2 separate regions of the Zea mays genome follow, and region 1 is linked to region 2. A link is a contact called in public Hi-C data. All regions are on one chromosome and are shown on one strand. Each heading gives the region's core, a stretch centred on a gene start, on an enhancer-like site or on the middle of the called end of the contact. The rest is flanking DNA. Distances are from core to core; before and after follow the strand shown.

Region 1 (5,366 bases), core at 1,272-3,771, 92 kb before region 2:
ATTATTTTAAACGGAGGGAGTATAATTTAGTATGGAAGAGAAAAAGCTGGCGCCCAGAGCACGAGATACAAATGATAGTTCACCAAAAACGTGCAGCCCATTAACAAAGGCGTGTACATGTAGATTAGCCAAACATTCATTCCATCAACAGAATTGCCACCGCCTGCTTCTGATGACGAAGACTAAAGCAGGTCCTTCAGCACTGAAATCGCTGCAGCATGTTTCTCCTACACACAAGAATTTTTTTTATATAAATTACATTAACTCACATGCGTAGGTTGAACATTGAACCCGAGCTTAAATTTGTCATTAAAACCGTCTGAATCCGGTTTGTCGATGAATACCGGCTGTGAACTTAAAAAAATAGAACGCTCTAGCATATAAGCTGTTAGTTATTAGGATCATATGTTACATCTAGGAATGAAAATTGTCGACAATGGTATGTAACACTAGAATTATTATAGTTTTTTTAATTTTTTTTCTCGGAAAACGAAATCGAGAATGATAACTTTGAAAACAAAAAAAAACGATATCGATAATTCAAAAACAAAAGATCAAAATCTAAAATATGATCAGTAAAATCACAACATGTACCCTCATTTGATTTTTAAAAATTCGTAAAAGCTTACATCCACATGAAATTGGTGATAATATATAAATATTCATAAATTCCTAAAGTATCAAAACGTATTTCACAAAAGCATTAAAAGCAATATCTCATAAACACAAGTGATAAGCACTGCACACACATACATATAGCCAGAAAGTGACAACTTAGTACGCCACAAAACGAAACTATCTGATTGAAAACACATCAGTAAGCATAAAACAATATCACACATCAAACTATGGAGCGTAGAACTAGCCATATAACTTGACTCATTATATTTTAAGTAATAATGTATAAGATATTTTAACATAATGTAGGGGGTTATAATCAATATAAGATAATGTAATGCAGTAATAAAATCATCATCATACACTTAGATAAAGAACTAGAAAATCTAATAGCATATGTCTACACATAATTAAGAAGTGTATGGTGACATGTCACATGTATTCTTATCGTACTCCTCTCGACATAATCAACATAATTGGTATCCTCCTGATCCTTGTCAAGTTCTCCGACGAATTATGAATATATGTATCAAGAGTAACAATCGGTAAGAAACTATAAATAAAAGCCATACAAGTTTCAAACAACTCTAAACTATATACCATTAGATAGATCTTGATTTTAGAAAAATAATAAAATCAGTTTTTAAACAAACTTTAGTGACTAAACTTTAGTTAGGTGACTAAATGAACCAAACATGGCCATAGTATGTATTGTTGGAATATAATATAAATAAATTATCTATACTTTCCTACTAGCTTAAGTTTCTGATTAACTGATTAATGTGTCCACTCTAACATGGTATCAGAGACAGAGGTCACAAGTTCGAATTTTGGTTAGCATAAGTAAAATAAAATAATTGTTGTTTGCTCATATTCCATATCTGAGACCAAATAGATGCTCGAATGAGAGAGGTATTGGAATATAAATATAATTGAATTGCCCCTCCTTTTCTTTCAGTTTAAATTTATAGGTTGAACAATTTTGTGCGTCCACTCTAACATTTATTACCTCTATTATAAAAAATATGCAACTTGAGGTGCATTCTTGGTTAAAGTAAATGCGATTTGATCAAATATATAAATACAAGTATTAATGTTTATAATGATAAATACATATATTATTAAAGTATATTTTATGATAAATCTAATGACATTTTTTAGTACGACAAATTCATAATTTTTATATAAATTTGATGGCATACTTTACCACAGTTCTAAAGATGGCAATTTTTTTTGACAGAAACAGTATCTGAATACTTCAGACCAAAGCCAAAAGGCCAGTATTATATTTTGGAATGCACGTTGTAGATTAATTGGATAGAACAAAGGAAGAACCACACCCTGAACATTTATCGTTCAAGTCGCGTCAGACCGTCAGTGCATTTTGTTGACGTCAACTAGCTAAGCAAAGAGGCGTCGAACGCACCTGGTCACGAGCTCTGTCCCGGACGCCAGTGCACACCGGCCGGCCGCTCTCGTCGTAGAGTACCATCCCGCTGAACCGCGGCAGCTGGCACTTGACGCCCATCAGCACCCTCCTCTGCCATATCGGCCGCACAGGAGTGCCACCCGACACGGCAGCGGCAGCTCCCTCCACTCCACCGCTTTTCACGCCCATGGCCGCCGGAGCCGCCGCCGCCGCCGCCTTGTGCTCTACCCCCAGCGCGTCGGCGTCGCTTCCCAAGTTCCCGCACTCGCAGTCACCACTCTCCACGCCGGCAACCTCATGGACGACGCGACACTGCACTGACCGGCTGCTGCCGTCGGCGCCGTAGAGCTTCTCCTTCCAGAGAGACACGGATATGCAGAGGCCCATGGTGGTATGCTACCGGGAACTGGATCAGGGTGCAGGCAGGGACAGCAGTGTCGTAGTCTCGTAGCATACAGTAGGGATGCAGGGTAGGGGGGGCCAGTGTGGCGCGGTTAGCTTCTTATGGCGAGCGACGCCAAGAATGCTATCGATGCGCGTACACGCTGCCCGTGAGCCTTGCCGTTTGTAGTGATGGAGTGAGTGAGCGTTCTCTTCGATGCTCACACTCATTTACGTTTCACCGTTATTTTGGGGTGGCGCGGACGTGTGACCGAGTGAGCCTTCTTAGGGTTTGTTCCGTTAGCTCTAAATTCATGTGGATTGAGTGGTATTGGATGAGTTTGAATCTCAAATAATTCAAACTTCTTCTTATTTTTTTTTTCTAATCACATCCAATTCATGTGTATTGTAAATAACCGAATAAGCCCTTAGCTGGTGACTACCTCTACCTGACTTGATCGGGTACACGGTGCATGTGAAGCACACGCCCAGGCCCAGCTCGGCTCGGCGGTGGAGTGGAGACAGCGGGCGTGAACATGCGAGCCGTGATGTGCGAGCTGCTGGGGGCGATCGCTTATGCCGTCGTTCACCGATCCATCATGCATCATCACTGGGGGTACAAGCAATCGGCCGAAACAAGTGTATCTCCGGCAGGATTTTGGTAGCGTTGGCTGCTGTCTTTTCTTTACTGGAAATATAAGGGAGTTCATCGACCAAGGGGATGACTGTTAGAGCATATCCAGCAGACCAGCACACATGGCATCAGACCCGGCATCGCTTTTCTTAGCTATAGAGCTGCAAGAAATCGAGCCTCCAGCGTACTCACCAACGGCTTCGCCATCCCTGTTGCGCACGCTATCGTCGGAGTTCAGCAAGACGCCAAGGCTCCGCCGTCCGAATCTGCGATCCGATTGCAAGTTCGTACGAAAAGTATGGTTCGCTATCATACTGAGCCAACCCTCCATCGTGCTCATCTGGAATTCTCCACGTACGGTGCGGTCGACACTCGACAAGCAGTGTGGTCTCCCGCGGCCGCGGGTTTATGCGCGCAAACGAAACGGCCCTTCAAGTAGAAGGCGCGTGTAATGTAAATAGAGACGGTGACGAGAGAGAATCCGTGAATTCAGGGTGTTTTGACAAATTGCAGTAGAAGATCACGGAATAAAATTCTATGCACCGCTGACGCAAGACGTCAATCGTGCGGCATCACTTCGATGCACGACAGGCGTCCAAAATCAATAGCTAATGATGCCAGCTAATCGAGCCGCTGATGACATGGCTAATCGAGCCTAGCCAGCCGTTCCTTGAGGCAGAGCCGGATTGCGTTTGCTGCGTGAAATTAGGATCAGACCATCACCGTTTCCGCATTTTCTCCGCTGCTACACAGTTTCGATCCACAAGCTGCGGCGACCTCCCATCGTCATTCTGGAGCGCACAACAGCCAAGGTTTCACTGTAGGAGATTGAATATTGTGGTGTTTCACGATCAAGGTCATCCTCAACCCCTGCTATGGAGCATATTGCTGGTGCTTCCAACATCTCGATGGCGGAAGTGATGCCGCCAAATTCCACCAACTTCACTTCAAGGTTGCTGAATCCTATGACGTCTGACGATCAACCTACTATCCAGGTAATATAATATATGACATGATGTTATCTATTATGTAGTTTCACCATTTTAATTTATATCTCTTTATGCAGCGAGATAACAGTGAAGATGCAATTGTACCTGAAGTTGGAATGGCATTCAAATCAGAGGCAGATGCATATGAGATGTACAACTCCTATGCTAGGAAGATCAGTTTTAGTATTACAAAAAGCAATGCAAGACGAAGAGTTGATGGAACTATCTATCAGAAACATATAGTTTGCAGCAAGGAAGGAGAAAAAGGTAAACATTCAAAACATGATACTTTGAAAGAAAATGCTACCACAAGAACATGTTGTCATGCTCGTGTCCAGTTCAGTGTTAGCCGAGAGGAGGTCTGGACAGTACAAAAGGTTGTTCTTGAACATAATCATTATCTTGCTAGTCCAAACAAGGTACACAAACTGAGGCCCCATCGACAGATACAAGAGGCAGACAAATTACTTATTGGTCAAATACGACAAGCTGGAATAAAGCCAGCTGAAATGTATGAGTTTTCAAGCACTGGTATGGAGGAGCTGAAAATGTACCCTTCTCACGAATGGATTGCAATAATCTAATTGGACGTGAGCGCAAGAAGTATTTGCCAGCCAATGATTCACAGATACTATTAGAATACTTGAAGAATAAACAATTAGAGGATCCAGCTTTTTTTTACGCCATACAATTAGATGAAGAAGATGGTCGGATAGCTAATTTCTTCTGGGCAGATGGTCAAGCTATCATGGATTACGCATGCTTTGGTGACGCCGTGTCATTTGACACCACATTTCAAACAAATAAGTTTGAAATGCCCTTTGCTCCGCTCCTTGGGACTAACCACCATAAGCGGACAATTATTTTTGGGGCTGCACTCTTATATAATGAAACAATTGAATCATTTATCTAGCTATTTAATACATTTCTAGCAGCTATGTCAGGCAAGCATCCTAGCACAATCTTCACTGATCAATGTGCGGCCATGTCAGCAGCAATTAGAATTGTTTTACCAAATACAAGGCATCACCTTTGTTTGTGGCACATTTATCAAAATGCTGCAAAACATCTCAGTCAAGTAATGAAGGACCATCCTAAGTTTCTTGCTGATTTTAAGAAATGTGTTTATGAAGAGAGTTCTGTGGCATCCTTTGATAAGATGTGGACTGATTTGTTGGAAACATATGGGTTGAAGGACAACTCGTGGTTAAGCAACCTATATGAGTTGAGGGCGCACTAGGCTGCAGTCTTTCGTGATTCTTTTACTGCTGATATGACCACAACCCAAAGGAGCGAGGGTATGAACAATGTTTTT
Region 2 (5,360 bases), core at 416-2,915:
ACGGTCGCCGCCGCCGCCGCCACTACAAAGAAGAAGCGCCGGCCCGCCGGCACACCAGGTAAGCAAATCCAGAGACAGCCGTTCGACATATGTCTGCAGTCTATATGCTCCAGTTGGCTACATGCATGGTAGCTTCTATATAAGCTGGGTGCAGACTCCTAGATCGGTCGATCCATCCATCCATCTTGCAACATGTGTAGTAACGCCCGTCCGCGCGCGTATGTATGCGCGGCGGTACGGTAATGGCTGCAGACCCAGACGCGGAGGTGGTGTCGCTGTCGCCGCGGACGCTGCTGGAGTCGGACCGGTACGTGTGCGAGATCTGCGGGCAGGGGTTCCAGCGCGACCAGAACCTGCAGATGCATCGGCGGCGGCACAAGGTGCCGTGGAAGCTGTTGAAGCGGGAGGCCGGGGAGGCGGCGCGGAAGCGGGTCTTCGTGTGCCCGGAGCCCAGCTGCCTGCACCACCACCCCTCCCACGCGCTGGGCGACCTCGTCGGCATCAAGAAGCACTTCCGCCGCAAGCACAGCGGCCAGCGCCAGTGGGCCTGCGCCCGCTGCTCCAAGGCCTACGCCGTCCACTCCGACTACAAGGCCCACCTCAAGACCTGCGGCACCCGCGGCCACTCCTGCGACTGCGGCCGCGTCTTCTCACGGTAAAGTAACCAACTTCTCCTAGTGATCATTCATTTGGCTCGCTCAACAGCCTATCTCCAGTCCATACTGCTCAGCTCTGCCTCTCATAAAGATTAGAAAAACTATTAAGGACTAGTTAGTTTGGAAATCCTATTTTTCCAAGTGATTTCTATTTTTCTAAAATTTGTTTATTTTTTCTAAGAAAATAGGAATTCTTTGAAAAAAATAGAGTTCTCAGACTTACCCTAAAATCAGAATATGTTTTTTTCTCACCTTTCTTTTTATTTCGTCTGTTTGGTTCACCACCCCACCCCAGCTGCACGGCAGCCGGGGGGGCCGGGGCTCTGGGGAGTACCTTACATCACACTGTACATTGCCGGCGGCGGCGGCGGCTCCGGCTCCGCTCTCTTTTTGGGATGTCTGCTTTATTGCGGCATTAAACAAGGGAAAGGAAAGGGCGGCAGGGTGGATCAGAGCACAACTCCCGAGGGCAGAGCTGTGTGTGTCGATCGTGCGCATCAATGTCGGTGGTGGCCTTTCCCTTGCTGGGAGTTTCCTATTGCTTCCACGGTTCTGCAAGTTTTTGCTGGGGGTTTCGGCTTTGTGCCCGCGCTGCAGCGGGCAGCGCGGCGAAGGGCAAAGGCCAGCGTCGTCTTGGCGCGCCACTCGATGGCTGCACGGCGTAGCGCCGCAGCCGGCAGCCCCGCCAGGGCCCAAAACTCCAAGCCTGACAAGCTGACTCCGAGGCCAGCCGGCCTCTTTGGATCCTCTCGCCGTGCTAGCACCTAGCAGCAGCGACGTTAATTCTGCTCACACATGCAATAAAGTCTCTCTGCTTACGCTCTTGGCTTTTGTTCTTGAGTTCAGTTCACGCGCGCAGGCATCTTTGGTCTTTTGCACTCATGTACTATGTACTACTAGTAGCCAAAATGTTCCCCCCCTTTTTTTTCCAGATGATACTGTACGGGAGTGTTTTCTATAGGCAGGCCGGGACCCGGGAGCCCTGTATACTACGTCGAAAATTTGATGATTATTAGTGCTCATCTGTGCAGACCCAGGCTCATCTGATGATGTCTCTATCCAATGTGCAGTGTGGAGAGCTTCATAGAGCACCAGGATAGCTGCAACGCCGGGCAGGCACGGGCGGGCGCCGGTGTGGCTGCTGCTAGTGCCGGGTCGCAGCAGCAGGCGCCGCCGGCCATGTCACTGTCGAGGACCGCGTCGAGCACCAGCCCGTCCAGCGACATTGCCATCAGCCCGGTGGCCGCCTGGCCCGCCGGTCCGGCACCGGCGATTCCAAGCCCTGCATCGACCGCCGCGTTCCACTGGTTCGAACAAGTCCCGTCGCCGCGGACACCACCGCCATCGGTCCACCACCGCGGCGGGCACAACCTCGAGCTGCAGCTCATGCCGCCGTCCTGCAGCGGCGCGGGCGGTGACGCGCCACCACGTACTCCGGCGGCTCCGTCACAGAGCCACGCCGCCGCCATGGCCATGCAGCTGCAGCTGTCCATCGGCGTCTGCGGGGACGCGGGCGACGAGGTGCTGGCCGCAGCGAGGGAGGAGGAGGCGCGGGAGCAGCTGCGGCAAGCTGTGGCGGAGAAGGCGGCGGCGGACGAAGCCCGCGCGCAGGCGAAGCGGCAAGCGGAGCTGGCCGAGCGGGAGCTGGCGAGCGCCAAGCGGATGCGGCGGCAGGCGCAGGTGGAGCTGAGCCGCGCCCACGCGGTCCGGGACCACGCCTTGCGCCAGGTGAACGCGACGCTTCTCCAGATCACCTGCCTCGGCTGCCGCCACAAGTTCCACGCGCGCCCGCAGCTGGACGCCGTTCCGGCGAGGTGGCCTGCAGCTGCTGCTACATGTCCTCCATCGTGAGAGAGGACGTCCTCTAGCTTCTTATTCGCTAGCTAAATCAATACTTGCTTTTTTTGCCAACGGGACGCCGGCCGCGGGGCTTGCATGAATTGGCGCGTGCGTTATGAGGTGTGATAGAATCAGATGCTGATGCCTGATGGTCCAGTGTGTGGACAGTGGAAGATCGCTAGCTGGATCGATCCAGTAGTGCTGCCTAGTGTTTGAGCTAGCCCTGTGACTGTGAGGAGGAGCAGGATAGGAGAGGCAGTAGCCGTTAGGCAAATCGAAGACGACGGGATAGCTGCTAGAGCTTTACTTACTGTGACGTGCATGGAATCTTTCGGTGTTTGCTTCCCATTGGATCTTGTTGGAAAAACATTGTGTTGCTCATGCATGGAACAGAAATTGATGATGACCTAAGGCCTTTATTAAAGATCAGGCACTGGGCAGCCACCAAGGATAAGGGTCTTTTGCATGCATGATATTTAATTTGTCACGACTAATTCAACGAGACTGCTATGCATCACCAAATCAATTCTGTTTCTCTTGAGTAAGAATCTGTTGATAGACCAAAACCTTTGAGGCTCGGCGATGGCACTAGTAGTCCAAAACAGCACGCACAATCACGCGTCCGTGTACGCCAGAGATGAGAAATCCTGACTCTTGAGCCAGTGAGCCAATCAGCCAACACACCGCCTCTCTCGACGTCTCCTGAAATGAAATGATGAAACGCTTCCGGCGGAGGAGGTAGGAGGCCAGCTAGAGCTAGGGAATAGTGATGGGCATGGAAACAGATACTAACTACTGACTCGCGCATGGTTTTCTGTGCCAGGATGGCTTTCTTTCTCGGTCTAGCTGAAGCTGAAGCTGATCCCTCGTCCCAGCAGCCTGTGTGCCTCCCCTCGACACCTTGTCTGTCTTGGCTGTCTGATCTGTACCGCCTCGTAGCGCACTGAAAGATATGCAGAAAGCTCCCACGCACAGCATCATCTGCCGCTGCCAGCACGTTTGCTAGCTGCTGCATGCGTGCATGTGTGTATGCGTACGAAGAGGCGCCCAAACGAGATCAGGCATGTCTTTCAGTGCTAGCTTGTGCTGCTTGCTTTGCGATTTGCAGATGCAGATGCAAATGCGGCAGGAACAAAAGCGCGCTAATAATCTAGCAATAGTAAAGCGCTTTATTATTTAGTGGCTAGTATAGGGAGGAGCTGGAAGAACATTCGTCGGTGCGCTCCCACATGAAGGCGGATCCGCAAATGTGCGCGCTGCATGTGATATGCGCTGGGTCTCTGAAGAATATAGATATACGTACTACGGGCCTCCAGTGACCAGTGTCATGTAGCGTTGTTTAATGTGTCATCGGTCGGTCTCTGCTCTCTACTACGTAGTACGCATAACACACAGTATAGTAATGTATCGCTTGTTGGTGCGTTGTAAAGTTCATATAAAAGACGCATAGGATACTTTGATAAATGGTTTTTAATTAGAGACGTTATTATTTTCCTTTATAACTTATAAGCGAGCGGTTGTATTTCAGCTGATCATAGAAATTCCCCCTGGGCGGATTGGCGGTGTCGTCGTCGAATTCGGCATTAACCTTAGGGTCGTCGTCGCTCGCAGCCCCGTATATAGTCGAGGGTTCATTATCTGGATGAATCGGTTCTAATCACAATGTCCCTTCCCTTCTCAGTCAAGATGCTATGTTAGTGATGTTGGATCCATATTGGAAACTAAACGTGGATCTGCAAAAGGCATGTAAATCTTGTCCCGAAGGTAAACTTGGTGAAGGAAGCCTCCCGACTCCCGAGCGCAGAGGTGCGTTCATATGATGGGCCAGCGCGCTACAGGCCCAGCTTCCATGGCCCCGTGGAGCTCGACGAAGAACAAGCAGATGCAGAAGGAGGGTGGCTAGCTGCTCATTTTCTTGCACATGTGGCTCAGGTTATTGCAGATGCAAGTTTCCAAGCTGATCAGCCATGAAGTCCATACTGCCAATAAGGTGATCTTGGTGCGCTCAACTGCATCTTCTCCGTGTTGTCGAAGTTGAAGATATATGAGACACATCTTAAGCACAATAATGGATTGCAAAGTCTTCTCCTACCTGGCGCATCAACTTTCAGATTATTTGCTCCTCCGGCGATACGGATCAGCATATGTGTATAAGAAATAAAAAAAAAGGTAGCATACAAGACACGTGGTTTCTATTGGTTCAGATACGTGACGCGTAGAGAATGAGAAAAGTAGCATACTTCCTCCGTTTCGTTTTAGTTATCACTGGATAGTACAAAATTGAAATATCCAGCGACAACTAAAAAGAAACGGGGAAGTACAAGACACGGAGTTTTTCTATACCAGTTCATGTCCGTAGTATACCCCTAAGCTACATCGGTTTATATTAGTTCAGACACGTACGTGGTACTTAGATAACTTCTCTTGTATGCTCGAATTTAAAGAGATGTTGGTCGTGGTAAGTAAAGATACCGATCGGGGAGTCCCTGTACCCTTATATAGTTTTAAGGGTTAGTTTGGAACCTTATTTTCCTAAGGGATTTTTATTTTCCCAAGAAAAAATGAACTAATTTTCCTTGCGAAAATAAAAACACCTTAGAAAAATAAGGTTCCTAAACTACCCCTAAGAGTAGGGTTTACAAATTTTGATCGGTTTATATACAGACATACTGCAAGGGTAGTCTGTCATTCTCATTCCCTGTTCTATCTTTCTCATTCCCCCCTCCCCGCAAAGGCTACCGCTACACAACACGTGCGTTTATGTCTACATCTATGACAGAAAAAACATTTACTACATCTCTCCCCAAGCTCACCTGCCACTCTTGCACAATACGTAGTAGTAGATAAATATCACCGAGCTTCTTG

What was found. Hi-C and Micro-C count contacts between places; a contact is called where the count stands out from the background.
Region 1: a Hi-C map of ear shows a contact between it and region 2, with 2.4 times the contacts expected there. The contact joins the promoter of LOC100276231 here to the enhancer-like site in region 2. A contact is called at or near these places in 10 of 25 Hi-C or Micro-C datasets (bundle sheath, ear, endosperm and 4 more) and 1 of 3 datasets of contacts at active chromatin or transcription factors (leaf).

The regions. Positions count from the first base shown.
Region 1 is chr2:190,902,632-190,907,997 of Zm-B73-REFERENCE-NAM-5.0, reverse strand. It overlaps LOC100276231, which reads right to left and starts at 2,521. Exons shown (of 2, transcript NM_001150069.2): 1 at 2,045-2,521; 2 at 5-227. The coding sequence starts at 2,434. The coding sequence ends at 183.
Region 2 is chr2:190,809,901-190,815,260 of Zm-B73-REFERENCE-NAM-5.0, reverse strand. It overlaps the pseudogene LOC103647477. Among protein-coding and RNA genes, the nearest start is that of LOC100280691, 55 kb to the right of the region's middle. Within about 2 kb of position 1,665, at least 11 of the 20 cell types and tissues checked have an H3K27ac peak or open chromatin away from gene starts, as enhancers often do. A contact at or near this core is called in ear, endosperm and tassel, where this site is marked.